Regions from separate parts of the Mus musculus genome. Here region 2 is linked to region 1. Evidence: chromatin contacts called from public HiChIP or PLAC-seq data. All regions are on one chromosome and are shown on one strand. Each heading gives the region's core, a stretch centred on a gene start, on an enhancer-like site or on the middle of the called end of the contact. The rest is flanking DNA. Distances are from core to core; before and after follow the strand shown.

What was found. HiChIP or PLAC-seq counts read pairs in DNA pulled down with a chosen protein or histone mark.
Region 2: a contact with region 1 is called in an H3K4me3 HiChIP or PLAC-seq map of the SCID.adh cell line, with 12 read pairs. The contact joins the promoter of Kif22 here to the enhancer-like site in region 1. A contact is called at or near these places in 3 of 39 promoter capture datasets (hematopoietic stem and progenitor cells, liver and macrophages), 7 of 484 Hi-C or Micro-C datasets (the G1E-ER4 cell line, bone marrow-derived dendritic cells, bone marrow-derived macrophages and 3 more), 4 of 115 datasets of contacts at active chromatin or transcription factors (the SCID.adh cell line, bone marrow-derived macrophages and embryonic stem cells) and 3 of 9 other capture datasets (adipose tissue, liver and pancreatic islet).

Annotation. Positions count from the first base shown.
Region 1 is chr7:126,995,424-127,002,943 of GRCm38.p6, reverse strand. It overlaps Mvp (major vault protein), which reads left to right. Exons shown (of 15, transcript NM_080638.3): 2 at 986-1,135; 3 at 1,269-1,464; 4 at 4,348-4,471; 5 at 4,587-4,718; 6 at 6,612-6,706; 7 at 6,972-7,208. Among named protein-coding and RNA genes, the nearest start is that of Mvp, 15 kb to the left of the region's middle. Within about 2 kb of position 3,208, at least 21 of the 459 cell types and tissues checked have an H3K27ac peak or open chromatin away from gene starts, as enhancers often do. A contact at or near this core is called in the SCID.adh cell line, where this site is marked.
Region 2 is chr7:127,039,179-127,046,698 of GRCm38.p6, reverse strand. Kif22 (kinesin family member 22) reads left to right here and starts at 4,279. Exons shown (of 14, transcript NM_145588.1): 1 at 4,279-4,355. The coding sequence starts at 4,298.

The sequences.
Region 1 (7,520 bases), core at 1,959-4,458:
GACTGAGGCAGGAAGCCGGTGAGCTCAGAGTTGGCCAGCTATCTCAGAAGTAGGGGTGGGGCAGGAGGAGGGTGTAGGGGGAAGGAAGAGGAGGAAGAGGGGGAACAGGAGGAAGAGCACTGAGAGATGGCTCAGATGTAAGGAGTGCTTGGAGAGGACCCAAGTTTGAGTCCCAGCACCCACATTGGGTGACTCAGTCACCTCTAAGTCTAACTCCAGGGGTTCTGACATCCTCCTCTGACCTCTGCAGGGCCCCAGGTACATACAAAGTGCACATACATATGTGCAGGCAAAACATTCATGCATGTAAAATAAGTCACATTATATACATATAGAAGAAGAAGCGCTCACTGCTCCTGCAGAGGACCAAGTTCAGTCCCCAGCACCCGTATGGTGGCTCACAACTGCCACTAACTCTAGTTCCGGGGAATCTGGTCTCTGAAGGCTCCTGCATGCAAGCACACAGTGCACATAAACTTATGCAAGCAGGGCTCAGCAGGTAAGAGCACTGACTGCTCTTCCAGGAGTCCTGAGTTCAAATCCCAGCAACCACATGGTGGCTCACAACCATCTGTAATGGGATCCAATGCCCTCTTCTGGTGTGTCAGTGTGTCATTCCAGGCTGAGGCAGGAGAATCTCGAGTTCTAGGCCAGCCTGGTGTGTGTGTGTATGTGTGTGTGTGTGTGTGTGTGTGTGTGTGTGTGTGTGTATGTATATATATATATATATATGTATGTACATGTATATATACACATTGTGTACTCATGTAAATAAACTAAATCTTTTTTAAAAACTTATGTAAGCAAGTACATATGACATGAAGTAAAATATTTTATGTTTTAAAAAGCAGAGGAGGTGGGAATAGGAAGGGGACAATCAGGGGAGCTGGGAAGGGGAGGCAAATTTTGGACTACCCTGCTTTGTCCCGAATGCCCTGTTTAATCTTTTGTCTTCTCCACCTGTCCTTTTTCGTGCTGCAATCAGGTTAGGCCGGGGCTTGGGATTCACCATGGCAACTGAAGAGGCCATCATCCGCATCCCCCCATACCACTACATCCATGTGCTGGACCAGAACAGTAATGTGTCCCGTGTAGAGGTTGGACCAAAGACCTACATCCGGCAGGACAATGAGAGGTTGGTGTAGAGCTGTCCCAGCCTGGCTGGTGGGAATGACCCTCATCTGGGTGGCCGGGAGGTTTCTCTTGCTTTTACTGTCTCCTTTGGAACATCATCCTGGCTCCTCACGCCCCTTCTTATCTTACAACAGGGTACTGTTTGCCCCAGTTCGCATGGTGACGGTCCCACCACGCCACTACTGCATAGTGGCCAACCCTGTGTCCCGGGACGCCCAGAGTTCTGTGTTGTTTGACGTCACAGGACAAGTCCGGCTCCGGCACGCTGACCAGGAGATCCGACTAGCCCAGGACCCCTTCCCTCTGTACCCAGGGGAGCTGCTGGAAAAGGTACCTTGCTTTCCTCTCTTGAGGCAGACGCTGCCTGCTCTGCGGCGGCTCCCGTAGGAAGGGCTGAGGAGGTAGCTATGGATTCTTATCAGGGGCAAAGACGACTCACAGTCCTTCCATTCTAACTCCCCTGCTCTCCCCACACACCTCAGACAGACTTACACTAGCTCACAATATCCATGCCTATATGCCTGGGAATGTTGCCATGCAGACATGGACCACCATCATAGCCAGACCCTCATCCATTTGCCCCATCGCTTGAGCTCCCAAGCAAGGGAGTCTACCAAGTTTTTAAAATAGTTCTAACTCTACCTGCTTGGTATTTTATGCTTTTAAAGTGACTTTATCCACTGGCCAGTGCCTTTTCTGTTATCGTTACATTGTATCTCCTTATTTCATGGGGGCAGGGGCAGGGCATGCACACCTGCTACAGACCTGCATGCGGAGGTCAGAGGACAGCTTGCAGGGGTCAGTGCTGTCCTTCCACCATGTGGGTCCTGGGGTTGAACTCAGGTCACCAGGCTTGGCAGCAAGGGCCATCACCATTGAGCAGTCTTGCCAGCTCACTCTTAAATTTTCCTTTTTTTTTTTCCCCAGTGCTAAGGATAGAACCTAGTTCATTGTGTATGCTAGGCAAGTGCTCTATATCTGTAAATCCTAATGGGTGCTTCTTGCTCTTGAGAGCCTAATAGCATAACTCTGGGTGTGTCCACGGCTGGGGAGAAAGACAATAGAAGTAACCAGGGGTCAGTGAGATGGTCCAGAAGAACTTGCTGCATAAGCCTGACAACCTGAGATCAGTGCCCCAGACCCGTGCCTGTGCTGGGAAGAGAGAACCCAGCTCCCGAGCATTTTCCTCAGACTTCCAAACATGCATGGTAATTCATGTGTAGCTACACATACACACATGAATACATAAAGTGAAAATTTTAATGAAACAATAAATAACGAGGACAAAGCAATCCTAGAAAGAATCCGTGAAGCCGGGCAGTGGTGACGCACGCCTTTAGTCCCAGCACTCGGGAGGCACAGGCAGGCGGATTTCTGAGTTCAAGGCCAGCCTGGTCTACAGAGTGAGCTCCAGGACAGCCAGGGCTACATAATGAAATCCTGTCTAGAAACCCTCCCACCACCACCACCACCACCCCACCCTGCTGCAGAGAGAGAGAGAAGGAGAGGGAGCTATCTGCCTATCTATCTATCTATCTATCTATCTATCCATCCATCCATCCATCCATCCATCTATTTATTTATTTATTTATTTATTTATTATATGTAAGTACACTGTAGCTGTCTTCAGATCTCATTATGGGTGGTTGTGAGCCACCATGTGGTTGCTGGGATTTGAACTCAGGACCTCTGGAAGAGCAATCAGTGCTCTTAACCGCTGAGCCATCTCACCAGCCCCCTTATTTATTTATTTTATGTGAGTGCACTGTTGCTCTCTTCAGACACACCAGAAGAGGGTATCAGATCTCATTACAGATGGCTGTGAGCCACCATGTGGTTGCTGGAAATTGAACTCAGGACTTCTGCTGAGCCATCTCTCCAGCCCAGCTCTGTTCTTTCTAAGTTTCAGTATTGGTTCAAGATACCACCAGGCGAAGGAGTGCCTAAGCTAGACGAATGAACGGAAGAAACAGTGGGGGCAGCCAGTTGTCACTGTCATCCTAGTCACTTAGGCAGGGAGCAGGCCAGGGAGGTGCCGTGGCTCTGTGATGCAGCAGACAGGAAATGACAGCGAGGTGTGTGGACATGTGCCTTAGAGAGCAGAGGCAGGAAGATGGTGATCTTGAGGCAAGTCTAGGTTAGACAGAAGCCGATCGGGAGATCTGTTTTCTCCATCCCAGAGTGAGGCCAGGAGATAAAGTGGCTGCCCACCTCTACAGCGCAGACCTACACGGGGAATACGGGCATCACTCGGGTGAATGTCCTGACACTATTCTTTAACAGCTTTGTAGGCTAGTTCAGCTCACACGTATCTGCTCATCTTTCCTGCCTCGTTTAGAATATTTTCAGAGACCAAATCTAGTCATTTTTATAAACTTTTAGGTTCATCTGCTTTTGTAAGGCCTCCCCTTCCTACGAGCACAAGGCAATACTGAAAGCAAAGCTACAAGATTAAAACCTGCATTTTACACCCCTTTATTCCGTCCTCCTTTCTCTTTTTTGCTTTTTGGGGGCACGGTTGCATGTAGCCCAAGCTGACTTAGAACTTGCTGTGCAATTCCATCCCTGCTTCGCCTGTTGGCGTTTATCAGGTGCTGTGATTATAGGCGTGTGCCACTACACCCCGCTTTATGTTTGAATTTCAAATCCTTCCTAGTTCAGTGATTCTCAGTCTTCCTAATGCTGCCGCCCTATACAGTCCCTCATGTTGTGGTGATCCCCAAATCGCTACTTCATAACTACTCTTTTGAATCCTAATATACATCTCTGATATGTAACCCCGGAGGGGTCATGACCCACAGGCTAAGAACCCCTGTTCTAGCACATCAGTGTGAACCAGGTCCTGCAGGTGGTGTTCGGCTGCCTAAATGTCTCTCCCAGTTTCCCACTAGGTCCCCTCCTTACACTTGTCCTCGACAGTCAGAAGAGAGTGCCCTTGGCTCAGGAGCAGTGACATCCTCCTTAGTTCTTCAGACCTGGTGGCCCTGGGCCCACTCCTACCTTGTATATCACACTAGGATTTTAATGGAGATACACAAAGATGGCTGGGTGTGTGGCTCGGTGGGAGAACACTTGCTCAGCATTCACAAGGCCCTGTTCTGATCCACAGCAGTGTGGACCTCTCAGAGACTGGTGCTGTGGCTCTGGTCTCCAAGTATCAGGTTTGAGCTCGGAATCACAGCTTGAACACTCATGACCCTTCTTTCCCTGCAGGACATCACCCCGCTGCAGGTGGTTCTGCCCAACACTGCCCTGCATCTGAAGGCATTGCTGGACTTTGAAGATAAGAATGGAGACAAGGTCATGGCAGGAGACGAGTGGCTGTTTGAGGGACCTGGTGAGTTCTGTCCCCATCTCTTGGTGCTTGTCTGGGCCGGGGCTTCCTGCCTTTCTCCCATAACCCTGACATCTTTGGCTGTGAGCATCAGCTGTCTCCTCCTCTCCTTCCCCAGGCACCTACATCCCACAGAAGGAGGTGGAAGTCGTGGAGATCATTCAGGCCACAGTCATCAAACAGAACCAAGCTCTGCGGCTCAGGGCCCGCAAGGAATGCTTTGACCGGGATGGCAAGGAACGGGTGACAGGTGGGAATGACTGCAGCACTGTGGTGGATGGGCAGGCAGGAAGGAGGGAGGGCCTGCAGGGAAAGCAAGAGGAACCACGTGAAGCCAGAGAAGTGAGGTGTGTGTGTATGTGTTTTGTTTTTGTTTTGTTTTGTTTTTGAGACAGAGTTTTTCTGTGTAGACCAGGCTGGCCTGGAACTCAGAGATTGCCTGCCTCTACCTCCCAAGGGCTGGGATTAAAGGTGTTTACCAGTACTGCCCAGCATATGTCTGTCTTCCATTGTTTGTTTATGTTGTTGTTTTAAAGATTTAAAATATATATTTATATAATTACCTTATTTTTATGTGTATAAGTGTTTTGTATGTCTGTATGTCTGTATGCACCACTTTGTGTCTGGTGCCCATGGAGGCCACAAGAGGGTGACAGATCCCTGGAACTGGAGTTATAGACAGTTGTGAGCCACCATGCGGGTGCTGGGAACTGAACCCCGGTCCTCTGGAAGAACAGCCAATGTTCTTAACCACTGAGCCATCTTCCCAGGTCTGTTCCTTTTGAGACAGTGTCTCATGTAGCTCTGACTGACCTGGTATTCAATGTGTAGTGCATGATGGCTTCAAACTCATGGTAATCCTTCTGCCTCAGCCTTCCGAGTCCTGGGAGTATAAATGCATTCCCACGCCTGATTTCTCCCAGTCTCTCCTGAGGTCTACCAGCTGCATCTTGCACACGCACTTCCATGCTAGCCTTGAGCCTGCATTCACACCATGATAGCGTCTTACTGTCCCCACTCTGTAACATAAACTGTGGGCACTGGACACATGTTACCTGGTTCTAGATCAAAGGTGAGATATTCACATACATTCAAGATGATAGATGGTATTTTATTTAGTCCCCTGACAAGTGTGAGACTCTTTTTTTTTTAAGATTTATTTATTTATTTATTTATTTATTTATTTATTTATTTATTTATTATAAGTACACTGTAGCTGTCCTCAGACACTCCAGAAGAGGGAGTCAGATCTCGTTAAGGATGGTTGTGAGCCACCATGTGGTTGCTGGGATTTGAACTCCTGACCTTCGGAAGAGCAGTCGGGTGCTCTTACCCACTGAGCCATCTCACCAGCCCAAGAGTGAGACTCTTACTGTTCCCATTTATCCACAGCAAGACTGACGCACTTTTGTAGGGTATGTGGCCATGCAGGGCAAGACTGTGATTTGCTACTGGGCAATGACTTTCTCAGGTCTATGAGAGGCCCTTTTACCCATTGCAGGAGCATGAAAAATTAGTCTTTGGTGCTTAGAGACAACATCGCAGGGTGCACCTGTAGCACTGATGTGACATTCTAGAAGGCCCTTTGTGGTTTTTGACTTTTGAGATAGGTTTCTTTCCCTGCATAGCCCAGGTTGGCCAAAAACTCCCTATCCTACAACATCAATCTCCTGAATGCTGCGATTATGGGTATGTGCCACCATGCCCAGCCTCTAAAAGTTTTATAGGTTTGTTTTGTTTTTGTTCTTGTTCTTGTTCTTGTTTTTAAAGATTTATTATATGTAAGTACACTGTAGCTGCCTTCAGACACTCCAGAAGAGGGCGCCAGATCTTGTTATGGGTGGTTGTAAGCCACCATGTGGTTCCTGGGAATTGAACTCAGGAACTTCGGAAGAGCAGTCAGTACTCTTAACCGCTGAGTCATCTCTCCAGCCCCCTGTTTTTGTTTTTGTTTTTAATTCTTCTGGGAAAGAGGTTAGTTTTCCTCTGGCCTCAGAGAAAGCAGTGGCTTCAAGGACCTTGTTAGGTGCTCAACTCTAGGGACAGTGGCTTTTCTTTGCCTTCAAAGCCCAGCTGGTCCTGGTCTCTGGGCTGCCACGCAGTGATGGTGGGTGACTGGCTGTCCTTCCTGCTCCTGACCCAGGTGAGGAGTGGCTGGTCCGATCCGTCGGTGCTTATCTCCCCGCTGTCTTTGAAGAGGTGCTGGATCTGGTGGACGCTGTGATCCTTACAGAAAAGGTTTGTGCTTGGGTGTGGGGAGAGAAGCTGGCAGTGCTCAGAGGGCAGACAAGGTGCAAGGAAGGAGCAGGCATCGTCCCTATGCACACTAGAGAAATCAGGTCAGATCTCCCGAGGAGAGTCCTGGAGTATCCTCCAGGGTAGGTAGACATTGTCCCCGAGACCTGGGATCAAGTTAGGGGCCTATGGTGTTCCCAGATCCAAAGCACTGGCAGCAGGAAGGTGGCAAGAGGCCTCCACAAGTACCCTGTGTCTCCACCTGCAGACGGCCCTGCACCTCCGGGCTCGGCAAAACTTCAAGGACCTTCGGGGAGTGGCCCACCGCACTGGGGAGGAATGGCTAGTGACGGTGCAGGACACGGAAGCCCATGTCCCGGATGTCTATGAGGAGGTGCTGGGGGTGGTGCCCATCACCACCCTGGGACCTCGACACTACTGTGTTATCCTTGACCCAATGGGACCAGATGGCAAGAACCAGCTGGGACAAAAGCGTGTTGTCAAGGTAAGGCCATCTCCACCTCAGAGCTGTGACAAGGGAGACCCTTGAGCAGCAAGCGGCCTTCTCATCTGTCTTGCTCCACGTCTTCCAAACAACACATATGTTTTAGAAATACCTTTAGTATTTTTGCACACAGGTTTATATTCCTGACACGCTGTCCTATTTGCTTACCCTGGGCCTTAGGCTTCTCCTGAAGTTTCTGGAACTTTTTCTCCCAATTTCTGGAACCTTTGTCATGCTGCATAAAATAAATCTCACAGCCCCCAGCCCCCATGCTCTTTCTCCCCTATCCTGCCTCCTGTGAGAACCGTTAGG
Region 2 (7,520 bases), core at 3,030-5,529, 43 kb before region 1:
GTAAGGGCTTATTGCCAGCACTAAAGGAAACACTATTCTCATCTCCATCGTCACTGTTCAAGTGCACAGCTATGTGCAGTGGAACACTCTTATTCTTTTGACGTAGAAACTGTGTGGTGCTGTAGACTGGAGAGTCAGACTCCCTCGAGAAAACACACTTATGTAAAGGCACAGCTGCGTTTTCCCATGATGCCTTCTTCAGCATCCTTCCTACATGGTACAGGGGGTGTTTTCATGTATTTTGCTGCTACATTATAAATTTGAAGAATTATTTAATATTGGTAATAGAGGTTGGAGGTGGTTCATCATGTTAGCTTGAGAACTGTATTCACTGAATTTTCATGAGACATACAAATTACGAAGCTGCCATGGATATATTTTGATGGTGTCCTGTTACTATCAATATTTCTTGAGAGATTGTTTGGAATTCCAGCAGGAGAGCACAGTTATTTTCTAAACCCTTGGCTGGAGAATGGCTCTCATCTGTTCACGAAAGGTCATTCTCTTCAATCAAGCATTCAGTGACAGAGGAGAGGGACACTGGCTGATCAATAGAGTGATGACACGGGCAGATTGTTTTCACATCCCATTGTCAGAACTTTTTTAAAAGATTGATTGATTGATTGATTTAAAGTTCTATCTGCATGTACACCTGCATGCCAGAGAGGGCACCGGATCCCATTATAGATGGTTTTGAGCCACCATGTGGTTGCTGGGAATTGAACTCAGGACCTCTGGAAGAGCAGTCAGTGCTCCTAACCACTGAGTCATTTCTTCAACCCCTTGTCAATATTTCTTAAAGTGCTAATTCTGAAATAAAGCCAAATCTCTTGTCAAGGATTTAAATACTAAAAGTAAGGGAAATATAGGTGTCCTGTTTAGCTTTGCCAATTTGACATAGCCTAGAGTCATCTGATAGGAAAACCTCCATTGAGAAAATACCTACATTAAATAAACCCATTGTATGTCCGCAGATAGGGAAGTCCCTGGATTGTTAATTGGTGAAGGAAGTTCCTGGCCCACTGTGAGCAGCACCATCCCTTAGCAAGTGTTCCCATGCTGTATTAGAACACTGGCTAAACTTGAGCCTGAGTGAGCCACCTAGCCAGTAGCATCCTCCACAATGCTTTGATATATGCTTCAGTGTGGAATGATTAAATAGCAGATCTATGCTTATGCACTGTTTTGTGCAGTGAAAACAGTTAAGATTTATGCTTTCTCGATGGACAATGGCTCATACCTTTGATAATAGCATTAGAAGGCTAAAGGCCAGGGAATTGCTTAGAATGTGAGGCCAGTCTGACACACAGTAAGATCCAATCTAGCCTAGAATATTGAGTGAAAGCATGTAGCTGGAATTTGCTATTTTGTGGGTTTTTCTTTACACACACACACACACACACACACACACACACTGTTTCCTAACACTAGATAGGAGAGAAACAAGGTTAGAGGGGAAAGAGGAAGCCCATATTCTACACCTGGGATTAAAATGAAAACACATTCTTATAATATTTTTGTGTTTTGTAAGGAACCAAAATTTCAGAATTCTCATTACATGAACCTGCCCCTCCCCCCTGGAAAAAAAATGCTGGGTGATGGCGTTTGTCTTAAATCCCAGCAGAGCAGGAAGATCTCTTTGAGGCCAGCCTGGTCTATAGAGTTCCAGGACAGCCAAGTTTACACAGAGAAACTCTGTCTTTTTTTTTTTTTTAAGATTTATTTATTTATTTTATGTATATGAGTACACTGTCGCTGTCGTCAGGCACACACCAGAAGAGAGCACTGCATCTCATTACAGATGGTTGTGAGCCACCATGTGGTTGCTGGGAATTGAACTCAGGACCTCTGGAAGAGCAGTCAAGTGCTCTTAACCACCGAACCATCTCTCCAGCCCCAAGAAACTCTGTCTTGAAGACAAAACAACAGCAACAAAAGGCTGAGCCTGGTGGTCCATAACTATAACCCAAGCACTCGGAGGGGTGGGTCACCTCAGTTTTGATGTCGGCCTGGTCTACACAGAAAGTGCCATCCCATCCATCAACACACAAGGTGTATCTCAAACACACACACAACTACTCCTTTAGCAGTTATGGGGGTGTGCGGTACTATAATTACCCAAACTGTTCCATGTCCCATGGCTCTCGTTTCCCTCCTGTCAGTCTGTTCCCTTCTCAGCCACCCCCCTGTTTAGCCTCTGAGAACCTTCCTTCTGCTCTCCACTCCCAGGAGCCCCACATTCTTGTTCCATATGTAAATGAAGTGACACGCTTTTTGTCCTTCCTTAGCCTGGCTTTTTTCATTGAGCATAATCTCCAAGTTCATGCGCGTCGTTACAAACGGTTGGATTTAGGACTAAAGCTAGGATAGATAAACAAATTATTAGTGTCTAAATAATGGCGTTCCAGTGATGGGGAACTCTGTATATGTAAAGTAAAAAGAAGGCTGAGTGGGCCTTGGGATGCCAGCACTTGCTGTCTGGCAGCAGTCAGAGGAGAGAGGAAGCTTTAGGAAGCAATGGAAATGAGGAGTGATGCACAGAACAGGTAAGGACATTGAATGGAGCGCTTACTGCCAATGCTTAATGCTTAGCTACCAGGACATCATTAATTGAGACAGAGTGCCTGGGAATTTCAGAAAGCTGAAGCTAAGCTGTAGTTGATACAGATTGACTGGGAAATGAGAAAATATTTGGAGCGTATGTTTGAGTCTAGAATGCCAGACAAAAGGTCAGTTCTTGAGGACACCAAATCTGGGCCCCCCTCCCCATCTGATGAGTCTACACACATTTTTGTGTGCTTTGCCTTCAATAAATTTCAAGGTTAGCCTAGTCTACATAGTAAGTTCGAGGACAACCAGGGCCACTTAGAGAGACCCCCATCTCTAAATAAATAAATAACAGCAACAACAAAACATTCAGAGTGGTGCAAAGTTTTTACATATCAAACTGAAAGTTTGCTTTTAAGAATTCAGAAGTAAGACGGGCAGTGGTGGTGCACACCTTTAATCCCAGCATTTTGGAAGCAGAAGCAGGCAGATTTCTGAGTTCAAGGTCAGCCTGGTCTACAGAGTGAGTTTCAGGACAGCCAGGGCTATACAGAGGAAATCCTGTCTCGAAGAAGAAAAAGAAAGGAAAAAAAAAAAAAAAGAATTTAGAAGTAATAACCAAAATGTCAAACAGTCCAGTTTCCATTTCCATGGTAATGAAGTTAACCTTAAGTCACTAGACTGTGACCAATCAGTTCTTGATTGTGTGAAATGCCGTCTCATTCTAGACCTGTAAATTGTGCTAGTCAATATCTTTGAATTTAGCTGGGTGTAGTGACACACAACTTTGATTCCTGTCTTTAGTCCCAGCACCAGGAAGGCAAAGACAGACAGGTCTCTGTGAGTTTGAGTCCAGTTTAGTCTACACCATTCTGGGACAGCCAGGGCTACCTAAAGATAATCTGTCTCACTGTGGTCCTTCATGGTTAGATGGCAAAGTGTTGCAGCTTCCAGGGCAGAAGAGCGCAGGTCTTTGTTAGTTTAAACCCAGCCTGGTCTACATAGTGAGTTACAATGTTGCTAGTTAGAGACCCAAAGACCACCAAAGTCTGGTTTGACAATCTGTATTAAGTCGCTAGAAAATTCCTGGAAAGAAACTCCTCACAAAGCAGTCTCAACTGCATTTTACAGAAGCTTTTAAAGGTAAAGAGCACACAAAAACTACATCCTGTTTGGCAGTTGCAGGGCAAAGGAAAGCAAGCAGTTTAACAGAAGCCAAACGCATGCAATTAGCTGGGGGCATTTTGTCCCAAGATTCTAAAACAGGGCTGGGAACTTTCCCACAGTAAGAAAAAAAAAAGGGGTGGTGGTGGGGGAGTCAAGTTCAAAGAGGAACTTTTTGCCTTCTCACACCAGGACAGCCAGGGCTACAAAGAGATTCTGTCCGCTCCAAAAGGCAAAAATTGTATTCAGAGCTGGGAACTTTGAATATAGAATCAATCAAGTGCTTTCAGAAGAAAAGCTGAGAAGGAAAAGTCGGGCGAAAGTCTGCATTTAGCCAATTCCAACCTGGCAATTCAAAAGCCTGAAAGTGCAGGGACCTCAGTTACTGACCATTTAGTGACAGACTCCAGGGCCCTATCCCTGGGAATATTTTGCTTTCGAGACCGGAAGTGAGCCCGAGACGGCGGAATTACGGTAAATTAGAACCGAAACTTCCGGCGGCACGTAGCTGCGATTGGTCGAATCTGAGAGGGAGGCGGGGCCCCGGTAATTCAAAAGAGAGAAGCGGGCCGAAGAAGGGAAGGCTATGAGCTTAAGGGCTAAGACGTGTCCGCAGCGACGGGAGATGGCGTCGGCCACCTCAGGTACGCGGGCCGGGAGGAGGGAGCACCACTGCGTGAGACTTACAGAGTAGCAGTGGTCCCGGAAAATCCAGCCGGCGCGGGGCGGAAGGGCGAGGGGACGCTGGCTGGCGGGCGTGGAGGTGGGCGCCACCGCACCCTGTCCTCTATTCGCTGCCTTCGGCGGTGTAGAGGGGGTTGAGACCCTGCCGAGGCTCCAGCTCCTGTCTAGAGCCTGAGCGCTAATGTGTGCGCTTCAATTTGTGTCATCTGTAAAGCCGGGCAGCCACCCGTCTGTAAAGACTGAGCAGCGAAGAGCCTCTTTATCTGTCTGTCTGTCTGTCTGTCTGTTCAGAGATCCCACTCCGACTGAAGGCTGTGTGAGATCACACGGCAAAGGAAAATCCTTTCCCTCCAGCCTTGGAACCGGATGCTGTTTTCCTGGTGAAAAGGCTGGCTGCCAGGAGATTCCAAATCTTTCCTAAGACGATTTGCGTATGCGTGTCTTTCCTCTTTCTATAGGCCGAAATCTGGCCTGTTTGTTTGGCTTTGGGGGAGGCAGACCTTTAGGAGAACGCCTCAGCCAGGCAGTGCTGCAAGCATTTTGTGATGAACCGTTTAATGTTGTACAGAGCTCTGAGGTCATGACTGTTAATGCCCTGTCTTTAACAAAAAGCTTTAATTTTATCAATGTGTGCCACCTATGTGTGGATCTCCGCAGAAGCCAGAAGTGTTGGACCCTCTAAAGCTGGAGTTACTGGCAGCTGTGAGCCACCAGATGTGGACCCTGGGAACCAAACTCAGAACCTCTAGAAAACTAATAGGCACTCAATTTCTAAGGCTCACCAGCCCCCTGTACTTGTGTTTTGACAAGAGGAAGCAGGCATAAATGGGGTAGATAGCTTCTTCAAGATAGCACAACTAGTAAATATTGGGAATCTAAATTCACACTCAGGTAGTTACACTGTAATGCCTCTGCCCTTGACAGTTATGTCCGAATACAGACTCTGAGACCCAGGGTGCTTGGTATGTAGTAAACGTTAAAGTGCTGAAAGACTGTTAGCCCTTTCCAAGAAATTACAATCATTTTCAAATAGTCCCATAAACAAATGTAGTATGAGGAAATACATTGGTAGAAAAGCATAAACTTGTAGTGTAGAATCTGAAACAAACCTTTGGGTATTTTGAGAAATCTTTATTAAGAAATGGTAATTGGAAGCTGAGTGGTGGCGCACACCTTTAATCCCAGAACTCAAGAGGCAGAGGCAGGTGGATCTCAGTTCAAGGCCAGCCTGGTCTACAGAGTGGGTTCCAGGACAGCCAGGGCTACACAGAGAAACCCTGTCTGGAAAAACCAAAATAAGAGAAGGGAAGAGAGAGAAATGATAGTTAGGACTGAGAGAGGAGCTGGGTTTAGTGCTCTGTAATTCCAGTAACGGTCCCGTTCACCAGGCTTGGACATGGTGCACATACTTTCGTGCCGAATTTTGAATTCCATTAGTCAGATAGGATTCAGACCGAGAGACTGATTGCCTCCTGGATCTCCATGCAGGCAGGCAAAACACGTACATAAAAAGATAGTGAAAATGGTAGTTAAAGTGGGTTCAGAGGTTGGGTGGACTTTTACTCAACCTTGAAAATATCAAAAAGAGCAAGCGTTGCTTAGCAATAAAAGAGGCCAGGAAGATTGTGGTGAATGGTTGTCTCTTCCTAGTAGAGAGGAGCAAGCTGGGAGCACCGCTCAGCGGTAAAGTCCTTGTCCCGGAAGCCTGAGGACTGAGTTTCATCCCATGTTGAGGAACACTAGGGTTTGATCTTTGGCCTCCATGCCCATGTGCATTCGCACATAGGTGTGGGTGTGCACAAACAGAAGAAGAATTAAAACCTACCACTGGTGTGATCCTCACACGCAAAAGGCCAAGGTAGGAGGATTGGGAGCTCAGGGCCAGCTTTTCTCAAAAAACAAAAACATATTTAAGAAGATAGAGCCAGCCGGGTTTGGTGGCGCATGCCTTTAATCCCAGCACTTGGGAGGCAGAGGCAGGCAGATTTCTGAGTTCGAGGCCAGCCTGGTCTACAAAGTGAGTTCCAGGACAGCCAGAGCTATACAGAGAAACCCTGTCTCGAAAAACCAAAAAAAAAAAAAAAAAAAAAGGTAGAGCCAAGGCTAGCAAGATGGCTCAGCTGCTAAGAAAATTGGATGTTCTTCCAGAGAATCCTGGTTGGGTTCCCAGCACCCACATGGTGGCTCACAACCATCTATAACTCCAGTTTTGGAAGATCTGATGCCCTCTTCTGGCTTCCACGGTCATCGGGAATGTATGAGGTTCTCTTAGGGTTATCATTGCTGTGATGAAACACAGTGACCAAAAGCAAGTTTATGTGGCTTACACTCCCACATTTTAATCCATCACTGAAGGAAGTCAGGACAGGAATGCAAGCAGGGTTGCAACTGATACTCAGGAGCTGATGCAGGGGCCATGGAGGGATGCTGTTTACTTCATCCGCTCACTCTCCGTTCACCATGGCCTGCTTTCCTACAAGACCCAGGACTACCAACCCAAGGATACTGACACCACCCGAGTCAGTCACTAGTTAAGAAAATGTTCTACAGCTTTTTCTTATGGAGGCTTTTGCTCCACTGAGATTGCTACCTTTCAGGTGACTCCAGTTTATATCAAATTGATATAAAACTAGCCAGCACAGTAGCACACAGACATACATAACATCAGAGAAATTTTAAATTAAAAAGAGTTAACAGGTATTGATGACTGTGGGAAGAAAGAAAACAGTTAAAAATTCTTCTTGTGGGGGGTCTGAGCTATTTGTGGGTGTTAGCAAAGTGAGGAAACAGTTGCAGAGATGGGCAAGGGAAGAGTTTAGTACAGGTGGAATTTGAGGTACCTAAGAACATCCAGGAGAAGCTAGATGGTAGCTTGGGCGGAAGCTCTGCCAGCCAGAGACAGCTCTTTAATAGGAAGTGCTAAGGAGGAGTCATCAACTTGAAGATGGTTTGTTTTTTTGTGTTTTTTTTTCCGGTTTTTCAAGACAGGGTTTCTCTGTATAGCCCTGCTGTCCTGGAACTCACTGTGTAGACCAGACTGGCCTCAAACTCAGAAATCCTCCTGCCTCTGCCTCCCGCCCGAGTGCTGGGATTAAAGGCGTGCACCACCACCACCCGGGTGAAGA